Linked DNA regions of Mus musculus: regions 2 and 3 are each linked to region 1. The links are chromatin contacts, called in public HiChIP or PLAC-seq maps. All regions are on one chromosome and are shown on one strand. The core of a region is the stretch at or near the end of the contact, and the rest is flanking DNA. Distances in the headings are between cores, read along the strand shown. Region 1 holds the start of Cenpf (centromere protein F). Region 2 has its middle 20 kb from the start of Gm36561. Region 3 overlaps Kctd3 (potassium channel tetramerisation domain containing 3).

What was found. HiChIP or PLAC-seq counts read pairs in DNA pulled down with a chosen protein or histone mark.
Region 2: a contact with region 1 is called in a CTCF HiChIP or PLAC-seq map of the NIH/3T3 cell line, with 6 read pairs. The contact joins the enhancer-like site here to the promoter of Cenpf in region 1. A contact is called at or near these places in 1 of 39 promoter capture datasets (liver), 1 of 15 datasets of contacts at CTCF or cohesin (the NIH/3T3 cell line), 1 of 484 Hi-C or Micro-C datasets (cerebellar granule neurons), 3 of 115 datasets of contacts at active chromatin or transcription factors (the 230-238 cell line, embryonic basal ganglia and large pre-B cells) and 1 of 9 other capture datasets (liver).
Region 3: an H3K27ac HiChIP or PLAC-seq map of epiblast stem cells shows a contact between it and region 1. The contact joins the enhancer-like site here to the promoter of Cenpf in region 1. A contact is called at or near these places in 3 of 39 promoter capture datasets (embryonic stem cells, maxillary cranial neural crest and pre-B cells), 3 of 484 Hi-C or Micro-C datasets (embryonic stem cells, nephron progenitors and olfactory sensory neurons), 10 of 115 datasets of contacts at active chromatin or transcription factors (the 230-238 cell line, T-cell acute lymphoblastic leukemia, embryonic basal ganglia and 7 more) and 3 of 9 other capture datasets (adipose tissue, embryonic stem cells and liver).

What each region holds. Positions count from the first base shown.
Region 1 is chr1:189,686,478-189,690,265 of GRCm38.p6, reverse strand. Cenpf (centromere protein F) reads left to right here and starts at 2,180. Exons shown (of 18, transcript NM_001081363.2): 1 at 2,180-2,290.
Region 2 is chr1:189,052,693-189,056,542 of GRCm38.p6, reverse strand. No RefSeq gene overlaps it. Among named protein-coding and RNA genes, the nearest start is that of Gm36561, 20 kb to the right of the region's middle. Within about 2 kb of position 1,437, at least 34 of the 459 cell types and tissues checked have an H3K27ac peak or open chromatin away from gene starts, as enhancers often do. A contact at or near this core is called in the NIH/3T3 cell line, where this site is marked.
Region 3 is chr1:188,978,908-188,982,875 of GRCm38.p6, reverse strand. Kctd3 (potassium channel tetramerisation domain containing 3) reads left to right here. Exons shown (of 18, transcript NM_172650.2): 13 at 1,481-1,651. Among named protein-coding and RNA genes, the nearest start is that of Kctd3, 27 kb to the left of the region's middle. Within about 2 kb of position 2,610, at least 21 of the 459 cell types and tissues checked have an H3K27ac peak or open chromatin away from gene starts, as enhancers often do. A contact at or near this core is called in epiblast stem cells, where this site is marked.

The sequences.
Region 1 (3,788 bases), core at 931-3,430:
ACAATTTCTGATGATTTTATAGAACTCAAATTGATGTAAGTAATCTCAAGTCCCCTAAGAAATAAAGCTGCAAATAGTGCTCTTCACATGTCACAGGCTAATTGCACGAGGGAAAGAATGCAGGCTTGGGACAAATTTATGATCAAGGAAAAGCATTCATTTTAAGTCAGGTTCAAGGAAGAGGCTACAAGTGTGCACTATAATAAAGCAATAAAGTAAAACTACTGCTTTGAATTTATAATGACCTTGTAGAACGAATCACTGCTTTGAGCTTACTGTCAACACCCTTCTGTAACCCTCCTTCTGTGTAACATTTCATCTGTGAGGTAATTTTATAAAGAATTTTTGTCTAAAAAGGTAAATTTGCCAGAGAGAAAAAACAAAGTGTGGCATTTAGGGCTCAGCCCCATTCACCAAATGAATATATGTCTATGTCCGTTTGTCCATGTGTATGTACATAAATAATATGTAGGTATATGTGTATCTATGTAAGTTGGCATGAACACTTGTGAAATTGTTGAGACAGGTGGTCCGGCAGGGCCAGAGTGTGTGTGTGTAGTTGTGTGTTTGAATTCTTTCTTCCTCTTCTTTTCTCTCTGGCTCACAAAGAGTTAACAGACTCCAAGCCTCTAGCCTGGCCATGGAGGGGTCCTTGAGTCAGAGAGAAACTAAGCCTTTTTTCTAATACTCTTGTTGCTATCAGTTGGAGTCAAATTACCAGAAACCAGAGGTCTTAGAATAGCAAAGAATTAAAGAGAAAAACTCCTGAAAGCAAGCAGCTTTTGGACATACAATAGCAAAGAATTAAAGTCAGAGAAATTGCTAAAAGTAAGTAGTCTTTGGCTACAGAATAGCAAAGAGAACTGCCAAAGATAAAGCAGCTTTGGTCTCCATCTGACTCTGTAACTCTTAGCTGCCTTCCTGGGGAAACTGGGTGCTGGGATAAGCCCTGGGCACTAAGTGACCCTAAAAAGAAATGGGATGTGAGCAGAGAGACAATGAGAGGGATCACTGGAGAGGAAAGAGGAACTGAGAGCATTTTTATGTTTTAATTTTATGTGCATGCATGTTTTGCCAGCACGTATGTCGTTACATACCTGTTGCCTGTGGGCCCAGAAAAGGGAATCAGATTCCCTGAGCTGGATTTATAGATAGTTGTGACCTACTATGTGGATGTTAGGAACTGTACCCAGGTCTTCTGCAAGAGCAGCAACTGCTGAGCCACCTCTACAATTCCAAGGATATTTACTTCTTTTTTTAAAATTATTTTATTTTAAATTTATTTTCCACACTCCATATTCCATACCCCCGCCCCTATCCACCCTCCGTTTGCATCACATCCCATACCTCCTATGGATATTTACTTTTAAAGAAAAATATTTAGGCATTTAGGTGCTATTAGGAAAGTGGAAGCAGTATACTCAGTTTAGAAGAGCCTTGTGAATATTTGAATCTGATGAAGTGTTCCCCTCGGATCTCATATTCAGTAAATCCTGTCGGCGTGAGCCACCACAACCCATGCGAATCGCATATCCAGATTTTGAAAATATGGAGATGACAGAGAGGTCAGCAGTTGAGTTTTGCATGCATGTCTAGATTCAAGTTCAGATTATTTGTTATACTGTGCCTCTGTTATCCGCCCCCCCACCCCCCGCCTCCCCTCCCCTCTTCTTTTCTTTTCGAGACAAGGACTCTTGTCTATAGCCAGGCTGTCCTCCAAACGCCCTCCGCAGGGCTGCTATGGCAGGTGCGCGCCAACTTTTAAAGTAATAATCAACTTCGCAGCTAACTTTTATAATAATAATCCCCTCAGAGCTAACACCTTACGCTTGTCCTACGGTTAGAGCGAGCGGCCTCCCCGCAGCACAGACCTCACCTTACCCTGCTCCTCAAGCCCGCCCAGCCGCTCAGGGTTTAACCCTCATTCAGACCCGCAGTCCGCTCCTCCCAGCGTGCGGAGCCCGTCTCTAGGCAACGCCAGTGCATCCGACGTCTGCGCAGGCTCCGCCGCCGGCTCTGCTTGTTTTTAAACAGTCGTCCAAAAGGGCCAATCAGAGGCGGCTCACCGAGAAGCCGGGTGAGGACTGGTCGAAAGCCTCTCGCCATGGCCAATGGGCGTGGAGGCTAGCTGGGCGGGACCGGAAGTGAGCGGGAGGGAAGAGGGGCGGCGGCGGCGGGCAGTTTGAATCGCTCGTGCTGGTCGGGGAGGAACGGTGCGCTGTGTGAGGAGCTCGGCGGTGAGGAACTCGGGGCTCGCAGAGCCCGGAGCCAGGTTCTGTGAGGAGCTCAGGTGAGCAGCGTCCCCCCTCGGGGCCCCCGTCCTCCGCCCGCGGCCCCCCATCGGAGGCCCGCATGGTTTCTAGAAGCTTCTTTCTCACTTGGCGGCTTAGGGTCGCCAGGGTGCCAGGCTGTGCTGTGTGCTCAGCAGCCAGAACTAGCTAGCACTGGCAGAGAGGCAGGGGATCCTGACGGAGGACAACAGCAGAAACCTGCCAGACCCTCTTTAGGGCCTGAGGCGGGCGGTGGGCCCATGAACGGAGCCCTCCGCATTTTAAAGACATACTTTCGGTGGAAGTTCTTTTACACCGTCACCACAGAGATTTTGCTTCATCTTTCAAAGTCTTCTTCTCAGACCCTGCCTCTTTAATCTTAATTTTTTACATTTACGGATTTTACAACTTTTGCTCTAGTGACCCGATTTAGGTGGCTGACAGGTTGTTCCGTACCCAGTCAACACCTAATGGCAATTAGGCGATCGGTGTGATGTATTTATATATAAGTGTAGGAGAGGTAGAAAATGTATATAAGTGTGTAATGAACATAGTAAAAAAAAATGCCTTTTAAACACCCAAGACTAATAACCAAAACTCTGACATCACTCACTCCAAATAACAATCCTAAAACCCCATGATCCCCAGTGAACAGTATATAATTGGAGACTAAGACAATGCTCTGCGCTGCACATATGAGAAGACACCACCATAATCTGCCCTCAGGAGCCTCAAATCAAAAACTTCTGTTGGCTTGTAAGGCCTTAATGGGAAAGGTTGTGTGTAGTCTTGCTTCAATTTGATGTCCCAGGATCAGGTGGTATCCAAGGGGGTCTCCTCCCCTCTCTGAGAAGGGAAGGTGTTTGTGAGGATGGGACTGGGATCACAGGCAGAAGGGGAGGCTACCATTAGGATGTAGAATGAATAAATAATAATAATAAAAAGGAAAAAAAAAACTGAACCTGACAAGCTAAAATATGTCACCCAGGTGAGCAGCCCTGGGAAGATAGGGTTAAGACTGTAATTAGAAATTTAAAGTGTAAATACTGTATACTAATCCTCAGCATAATAAAATATAACTTTAGTTATCTTAACTACATTTGTAAATATCTTCTTGCTCTCAACAAAGTGTGTGACTACAAACATGAATATAGCTGTTTGTAGGTTTTGAATTAGAAAATAAACCTGCTGGATTCCCTTGCTTATATTGCCTCTCTAGATGTTTTGTTGCTTTTATTTTGTTTTGTTTTTTGACTTGTTGGCTGTGTAGCCCTGTCTGGCCTGGAACTCACTCTGTAGACCAGGCTGGCTTCAAACTCAGAGATCCACTGGCCTCTGTCTCCCAAGTGCTGGGGTGAAAGGTGGATATGGCTGTGGCACGTTGATGTATTGATTTCGGTGGCTGGCTGAATTGTTAAGACAATTTTTGCGTGTGGTTTTTGGTCTAATGTACTCTCCTCACTCTTGAATGAACAAGCTACAGGGTCAATTGCTCTTTGTTTTAGTTAAGAGGCCTTT
Region 2 (3,850 bases), core at 188-2,687, 630 kb after region 1:
CCCTAACGGTCACTAATCGATCGAGTTCAGAGTGTATCTTGAATTTATTCCACTCAGTGCTGCCTCCCAACCTAAGAGTTTCTGAAACATTACTTTTTATAGAATACTTTGACGGTGTGGAACGAGGAGTATGATCTTCGTGAGAGAGTGGGGATGGGAGAGAAGAGGTTTGGGGTAAGCTGTTGGATGGAGCAGATCTGGCAATCATGAAGCTGGAGTGTAAGGTGAGCAGCCATCCTCTGTACTCCTCTTAGCATCATCCTTTGTCTACAGCATCTTAGTATTCTTGGAGAAAGTGCTTTTTTGAAAGTCCCGCAGGAGGAAATTGCACAAAGCCCAGGGAAGCAAGAGTGTTGCTTAAAGCTTTGATCCTCATCTGTCAGATGAATGAAAAATCCCCTCCTACATTCCTTTACTGGGCTGGCCCAAGTGTTGTTCAAGCAGTAAGCCTCTTCCCAGAGGGGCTGGCACATTCCAAGCGTTCACTACATTATAGCTTTTAGTATGAACTTTGTACTTTTAAGTCATGGTGATCAGAAAACCTTGTTGTAGATAATAAAATCTATACAGGCAACTTAGCTCAATTTCTTGATTGATTCTCTCCAGTCCTAGTCTGAATGTGTGTGTTATCACCTCCCTAGTCATCAGAATATCCAAGAGATAAATGTTCACATAGAAATGAAGAGGGGCCGGAGTTATAGCTCAGTTGGTAGAGTATTTTGCTCTGCATGCACACCACTCTGGTTTTCGTCCACAGCCCTGTGTAAACTACGCACTGTGTCATGTGTCTGTAGTCCCAGTATTTGGGAGGTGGAGTAAGATGATCAGAAATTCAAGGTCATCCTCAGATACATTTCAAGTTCAAGTCCAGACTGAAAATTAAATGAAATTCTGAAGGAAGAAAGAAGGGAAAAAAAGAAGGGGGGAGGGAGCAAGGGATGAAGGGTAAGAGGGAGAAAAAGAAAAAAATTCAATAAATACTTGGAAAGAAATAAAGTTAGGCTACAACAGAGATCAGAATATAATAAGTAAATCTAGTCCTACTTTAACATGAGCACTGTCAGATGCAAAGCAGCTCTGAGTGGAGAACCAAGTACAGAGTGGGGATGAAGGAGTCTGCAGAGGTCTTTCTGAAAGATGACTAGTGATCCATGGAAGGTCTGAGCATCCGAGGATAGTGTCCTCACCCAGAATCCTTGGATTTGCCACGATCACTGTGTCTCATAAGCTAAAGGTGGTGACTCAGCACAGACTGCAGACCTTTCAGAAAATGTAGAACACATTTCTGAATTTATATAATATGCGGCTTTAAATGCTAGGTTTCAGCTTTCCGACACAGTGGCAGACAAAATCACCAAGCACAGATTCTTAGGTGGGTGTTAGCTTCTGATACTTTATGGTTAATCTGTGTGCCATGGACGCGGTCTGAGCTGTGAGTCAGAGGAGGGGTGGGGGTTGAAGGAAGCTGAGCAGTTGTAGGAATTGTGAGGAGTCATAAGCAGATGTGACATGCTTCGTTCTCTCTAGAACAAGGCAGACTGGCACATAGGCATAAACAGACACACACAGGGACCCCTTCTGGTTCGAGGGGTATACTTACATAGAATCACACAAAGGTGGCGTTTTCTGGAAATGATTATATAACGGGTTACATCAATGCTTATTCTAGGTTCCCCAGATGTCCAGTGTCCATCAGAGAGTTTTAGTGCTCTCTGGATACCCAACTTGTCACCGTTTTGTCTAAATGCTCGCACTGCCCTTCCCACCTCTCAAGCAGTGTACACTGAGCTAAGGTGGATGGAAGAGGTGATCCCACCTGGGAGGCAGGAGCTGTGCTTTGGCATGGTGTGTGAGAAGACAGGAAGATGCTGCAGTTGTAGGACGTTTGGTGGTCACCTTGAAGGACTACTTTGCTTTAAATCCTGAGGCCAGGTAAAAATCTTAAGTAGACACACTAAGGGTAGGCATTTATCAAAAAGTAGGTTGTGCCAGTGCCTTGGTTTCTTTTCCTACTTCTGTGGTAAAATACTCTGAGAAAAGTAGCTTAAAGAAAGATGCAGGAGTCTATTTTGGCTCACAAGACGGGGAAGACAGGGGCTCAGGTCACGGGGCCGCCATTCTGTCACATGGCATCCGCAATCAGGAAACAGGAAGCTGCTGGTGCTGGTGCTCAGCCAAGCTTTGCCTTTTAATTCCCTCTAAAGACTCCAGCCGTGGCATTGTGACACTCATATCTAGGGTGGGTCTTGTGACATCAACCCAATCTAAAACCCCCTCATGCACACACCTGAAGCTTGGTCTCCTGGGTGATTCTAGGTTCTGTTATCACTTCTTGTCAATGTCTTTATTCATAACAGGAAGAAAGGGAGTTAAGACAGTAACCCTTGTCACAACGGATCAAAACCCTACTTCAGGCCATTAGCTTGGATGTGAATAAACCTCTGTGTGAGTTCAGCATTGGGCTTGGAGCAGGTGAAGCCACAGGCTGGGTCTCAGAGTAGTGAGGTGAGCTGCTGCCCTGATGCCTGCCAGGCAGCCAGCTACCACTTTACCAGTCGGCGAATGCAAAATATAAACAGCAAGATTTTGATCTCTCTGTGTGTCTTCATTAAAGGTTAGAAGAGGAAAGGGGATTTTACACCAGATCACAGGTGAAGAGAAGGCTATCAGAACGTGGCCCCCAGGCACTGTGCTACTCCTGGGCTGGAAATTAATTTATTCCAAATTATTCTGATATCCGATTTCACAGCTTGATTATAATAAATGAGGAAGAGAAGTTGGCACTGAGAAAATGCAATTTAGCAAACCCTCATGTTTGAAGTGACCTTGTTCCAACAGGTCATTTGTTGGGGTTTCAAAGTGAAGTGTCCCCACAGGCTCCACAGGGGTGTGAACAGTTGTTCCCCAGTTGTCAGAGCTGTCTGGGAATGCCGTGGGACCTTTGAGGGCCTTGAGTTTTCTAGCCCATGCTTCCTGCTCACTCTCTCCTACCTGAACGCCAGTGTGTAGTCAACCACTTCGGCCTATCTTTCCTGCCTCCAGGCCTTCCCAGGTGATGGGAAGCACCCCTTGAACCGCTACAACAAACCTTCCTAGTGGCTTCTTGTTGGGGCATTGTTGATGGTAAGAATGGAAGTGAGAAGAAGACCTGAAACAACAGAACGTGAAAGGGATGGAGAAACAGGAGGACGGTGGGCAAAGGGCATTCCACGTCCACTTCTTCAGCCACAAGGATGTGGTGTCCACAGAGACACAAGTGCTCCTGGAACACCAAACTTTCTCTTCTGACGTAGAGAACTCAAGATTCTCAAGCCTACAGGCAGGGGCATGCTTGAGGACCAATTAACTGCATCCAAGGAGTTAATTGACTATTAAGGCATGGCACATAAGTCTATTCCAAGGCAGTTTTTACGTCCTTCACGAGGATTCTCTGGGTAGAAAAAAAAGTCCTTAGCGCATGTTTGGTGTGGATAAGTGCACAGGACTGGAGCAGAATAAAGAGAAGGCGAGAGAACATTTTAAACTAGCTTTCTTTTATCAAAAGGAGCATGGATTTTAAAAACAAAAGTACCACACACACACAGTACTCCATATTTTTTACTGATTCAATCTATTATTTTGAATTGTATTTAATTTCAAATATGCCAGTTCCTATTGAAAGGGAGTTCATAACCCAACAGGTTTGGCAACACATTAATTTAGTTGGCTAAGTGTTAAGAGCAATTCAGTGTGTGTGTGTGTGTGTGTGTGTGTGTGTGTGTGTGTGTGTATGTGTGTGTGTGTGTGTGTGTGTGTGTGTAGGTAAATATGTGCATGCATGTGTGTGGAGGCAGGAGGCAACTTTAGCTGT
Region 3 (3,968 bases), core at 1,361-3,860, 710 kb after region 1:
AGACTCCCGGGGACTACTCATGCTAGCCCTGTCTGTCTGCCTGCTTGCCTGCTCGCTCGCTCGCTCCCTCGCTCTCTCTCCCTCCCTCCCTTTCTCTCCCCCTCTCCCCTCTCCCTCCCTCTCTCTCTCTCCCTCCCTCTCTCTCCCCCTTTTCCCCCTCCGTGTCTCTCTCTCTCTCTCTCTCTCTCTCTCTCTCTCTCTCTCTCTCTCCCTCTCTCCCTCCCTCTCTCTCGTTTTGTGCATTTTCCTTGGCTGCTTTCAGTGATAGAGCTAAGAGGTTGTGACACAATGTGGAGAGCAGAATTTAAACTAATTACTACTTGTTTCTTTAGAGAAAGCTTCCTGAGCTCTGCTCTAGAATGAGTAATGAAGTATGGATTTCCCCCAATTGAATTTATAGTTAGAGGGAAAACTGGGCAAGTTTTAGAATTTAAACTACCCAAAGGAAAAATCCCTTCCTCATGTAGGCAAGCCTTAGGAAGCATGAGAATGGGGTCTCTGGTTGGTTGGACTGTCCCATCCCAGGCCTCTGCTCTTCCCTTTGACTCGGGAGGTGAGGAAGTAAAGCCCACAGTTTTCTCTCTGTGAAGCTAGAAATGCAGTGTCCGCTGTCCGTCTTTTGATTTGTGATGGGATATGGCACCAGTCTAAGAAAAGCCACCAGGGCTGGGATGATGGCTTAGCTTCAGCACTGGCTGCTCTTCCAGAGGACTCAGGTTCTGTCCCTAGAACTGCACGGCAGATCTCAACTGTTAATCCAGGGTCCAGATCCAGGAGTTATACTCTGTTCTGGCTCCAAGGATATCAGGCATGTAGCTGGTGCACAGACATGCATGCAAGTGACAGTCATACACATAAAATAAAAATAAGCCTTTGGAAAGAGGAAGGAAAGGAAAAGAAATGTGAAGCCACCGCCGAGCCGGGGCAGATTGGAAGAGCCAGAACAGCCATCAGCGTGGCGTGAGCATTGGGAGAAGTGTGCTTGTCCCACTGTGTGCGGCTTGACACTCTTAGTTTAGTGATTCTTGGTAAGTGTCGGCTAATGTACCTAGCAGAAGTAAAAGCTGAGGCCACCCCCAACACACTTCAGCGGGATGCTGCTCTGGGATGGCGTTCTCCTGGTGGGTGTGGCACAACAGGGTTATTCTCTAAATTGATACTGGGTTGGTACCAGGCATTCTGAAAGGTGCTTCAGTTTCTATCAGTAAGGAGCAGGGCATGAGGGGTAGGCATGAGAATTCACAGAATTAGTGTGTAATTACCACAGCAAAACCTAAGACAGTGCAGGATGGCCAGAAGCAGTTTCACTGTAGAGTGAAGGGTCAAGAAACACGTGTAAAGGAATTACAGACTTTCTGCTGTGAGCAGCCTTGAGCTGTGTTTGCTGAGGGTTTTGGTCACAAGCTCTGGTCTCTGCTGGGCCAGGCATTCTTTCAATCATTATTTATATAACGCACTTCTTTTGACCCGTGGCTCCTAGGTGTCAGCGGAAACTGGATTGAGATCGCCTATGGTACGAGCTCTGGAGCCGTGCGAGTGATTGTGCAGCATCCGGAGACTGTCGGCTCAGGGCCTCAGCTCTTCCAGACATTCACCGTTCACCGGAGCCCCGTGACCAAGATCATGCTGTCAGAGAAGCACCTGGTGTCAGGTACAAGGCGGCTCCCTGTCTGCGGTGACTCCGTGCTGAGAGAGGAAGTGGGGTAGCTTATGCTGCATGGAAAACTGAAGGGGTGTGGCTTTGACGTGGTCGGGGTGTGCTGTACATAAGCCTAGGAAATGTCTATGTCCTGTTAATTCTCTTATAGTTCCTTCTCACGGCAAATTCATACCAAGATGCGTATCAGGTCACTGCTGAGAAGATTTTTCTGTTTCAAATTTTCTAAGTTTGAACTTTACTATAAATGTATTTTGTTATCTTCAGTTAAGCTAAAGTTGTAGACCAAATGTATACTTTGATAGTTGATCACCTTATGTTTAAAATGCATAACAGTATAAAATTATGTAAAGAAAGTAACATTTTGTTGTTTTATAGTTCCCTATAATCACAAAATTTTAAAAATTTAGATAATGAACTAAATATGACGTGTTAATTTTGCCTAGCGCCAACCAACATACTTTCTTTGAATCATGAGACTTTTTTTGGGGGGGTAGGGGGGTTCGAGACAGGATTTCTCTGTGTACTAGCCAGGCTGGCCTTGAACTCAGAAATCCGCCTGCCTCTGCCTCCCAAGTGCTGGGATTAAAGGCGTGCGCCACCACTGCCCGGCAGCTATTAGCTTTTCTAGTTTATAAAAATGCCTTGGACTTCTGTGCTCTTGTTTGTTTGCCATATTTGTTTGGTTGCTCTGCCCCTCCGTCTCTCTCACTCTCCTCAGTAAGGTCTGAGTAAGTCTGTGAAGAGGTGACCTTGGCTGCTAGAGTCTCCTGTGTGTTCTGCACAGGCTTCCCGTGTGCTTGTTGTTTATTTGCTGTCTGCCTCCTCCTAGAAGCTGAGTTCCACAGCAGTAGCTGTGTGTTCTCCCAACAGTGCTAGGAAATGCTGTATGCTGTGGGTCTGGATTTAAAGGCCCAGGTTAAAGCACCCGTCAACAGTGTTCTGTGTTCTCGGCCCTTCTGCCCCCTGGTGGCTCTTGGCATAAGTGCAGCCATGTGCTTTTTCTGTGGTATGCATCCTAGGGTCTGAAATGGGGCTTTGCAGGAGTTGTTTGAACAGGGTTCTGTCATCACCACTTGAATCATTCATGATGGCTTTAGTTCTTTGTCTTCTCCATCCTGCTAAGCTTAGTGAAACCAGAGGGCCATTTCCCACAAGACTGGCTAAATGCCTTACCTGTATCTCCTGTACTTCACTACTGGCCTGAGATCTGAGGATTTCATTATATACTGCTAAAAAGTGCACAGGAACTATTTCTTGGTAATTTCCAAGTTTTTTTCTAAAGTTTGCTTTAAAATACAAAACTGGTATTGTATGACATAGGAACTATGATATTTATATAAAAGTTCTACATTCCTAGCATTCACAGACATTTCGAAAATTATCACAAATGGCAAGTTAATTTTTCCCCTTGTTAAAGCAAGCAAAAAAGTGTACTTGCCTGGATGACTTGATATTTAGGGTATATCTTTTTAATAAGCATGCCCATTTAGAACAAAGATGCGTTTTGGGAGTGCTCCCCTGTGTGGTCAGTCACTAGTGTTCCTACTCAGGATTAGCAACAGTAAAGCCAAGGCGAGCCCTGAAACACAGATGTGTAGAAAAGTGTTTTAAGCTGGAGAGAGGGGTGTTTTATATTACTCAGACCTTAAATAGCCTAAACCAGGAGTAACTGTAAACTAGTGACTAGCACTTTCCATACATCTTATAGAATAATTATTTATTACTCATTTGTAGTCACGTTAGAGTCTTTATTAGGTTTTTAAAAGTCTTTTAATTAAACATTTTAATTATTATTATTCACTTTTGTGGGAGCTTATTAGACAGGGTCTTTTTTTATGTAGTCCTGGCTATCCTGGAACTCACCATGTAGACCAGTCTGGCCTAGAACTCATAGAGATCTGATTGGCTCTGTCTCCCAAGTTCTGGGATTAAAGATGTGTGCCATGACATCTGGCTAAATGTTTTAAATATGAATGTCTTGTGCCATATCATGTTTGGCTACTCTCAGAGAACAGGTGTCATCAGATTCCCTGGAGTTGGAATTGCAGGCAGTTGTGAGTCCTCTGAGGTGGGTGCTGGGACCACCCTTGAGTCCTGTGAAGAGAAACAAGCGTTGCTGACCACGGAGGTCTGTCCACTTTGTAGGAGTCAGTTCCCACCTTTTACCATGTGTGTCAGAGGCTCAAGACTCGGGTTTTGAGGCTTGGCAGCAAACATCTTCACTCAGTCACCTTCCCAGACCCCCTTCTCTCATGTTGGCTTACTATATGTAAATTGAGTACAGTTTTAAGATAAATCTTCAGCCTGG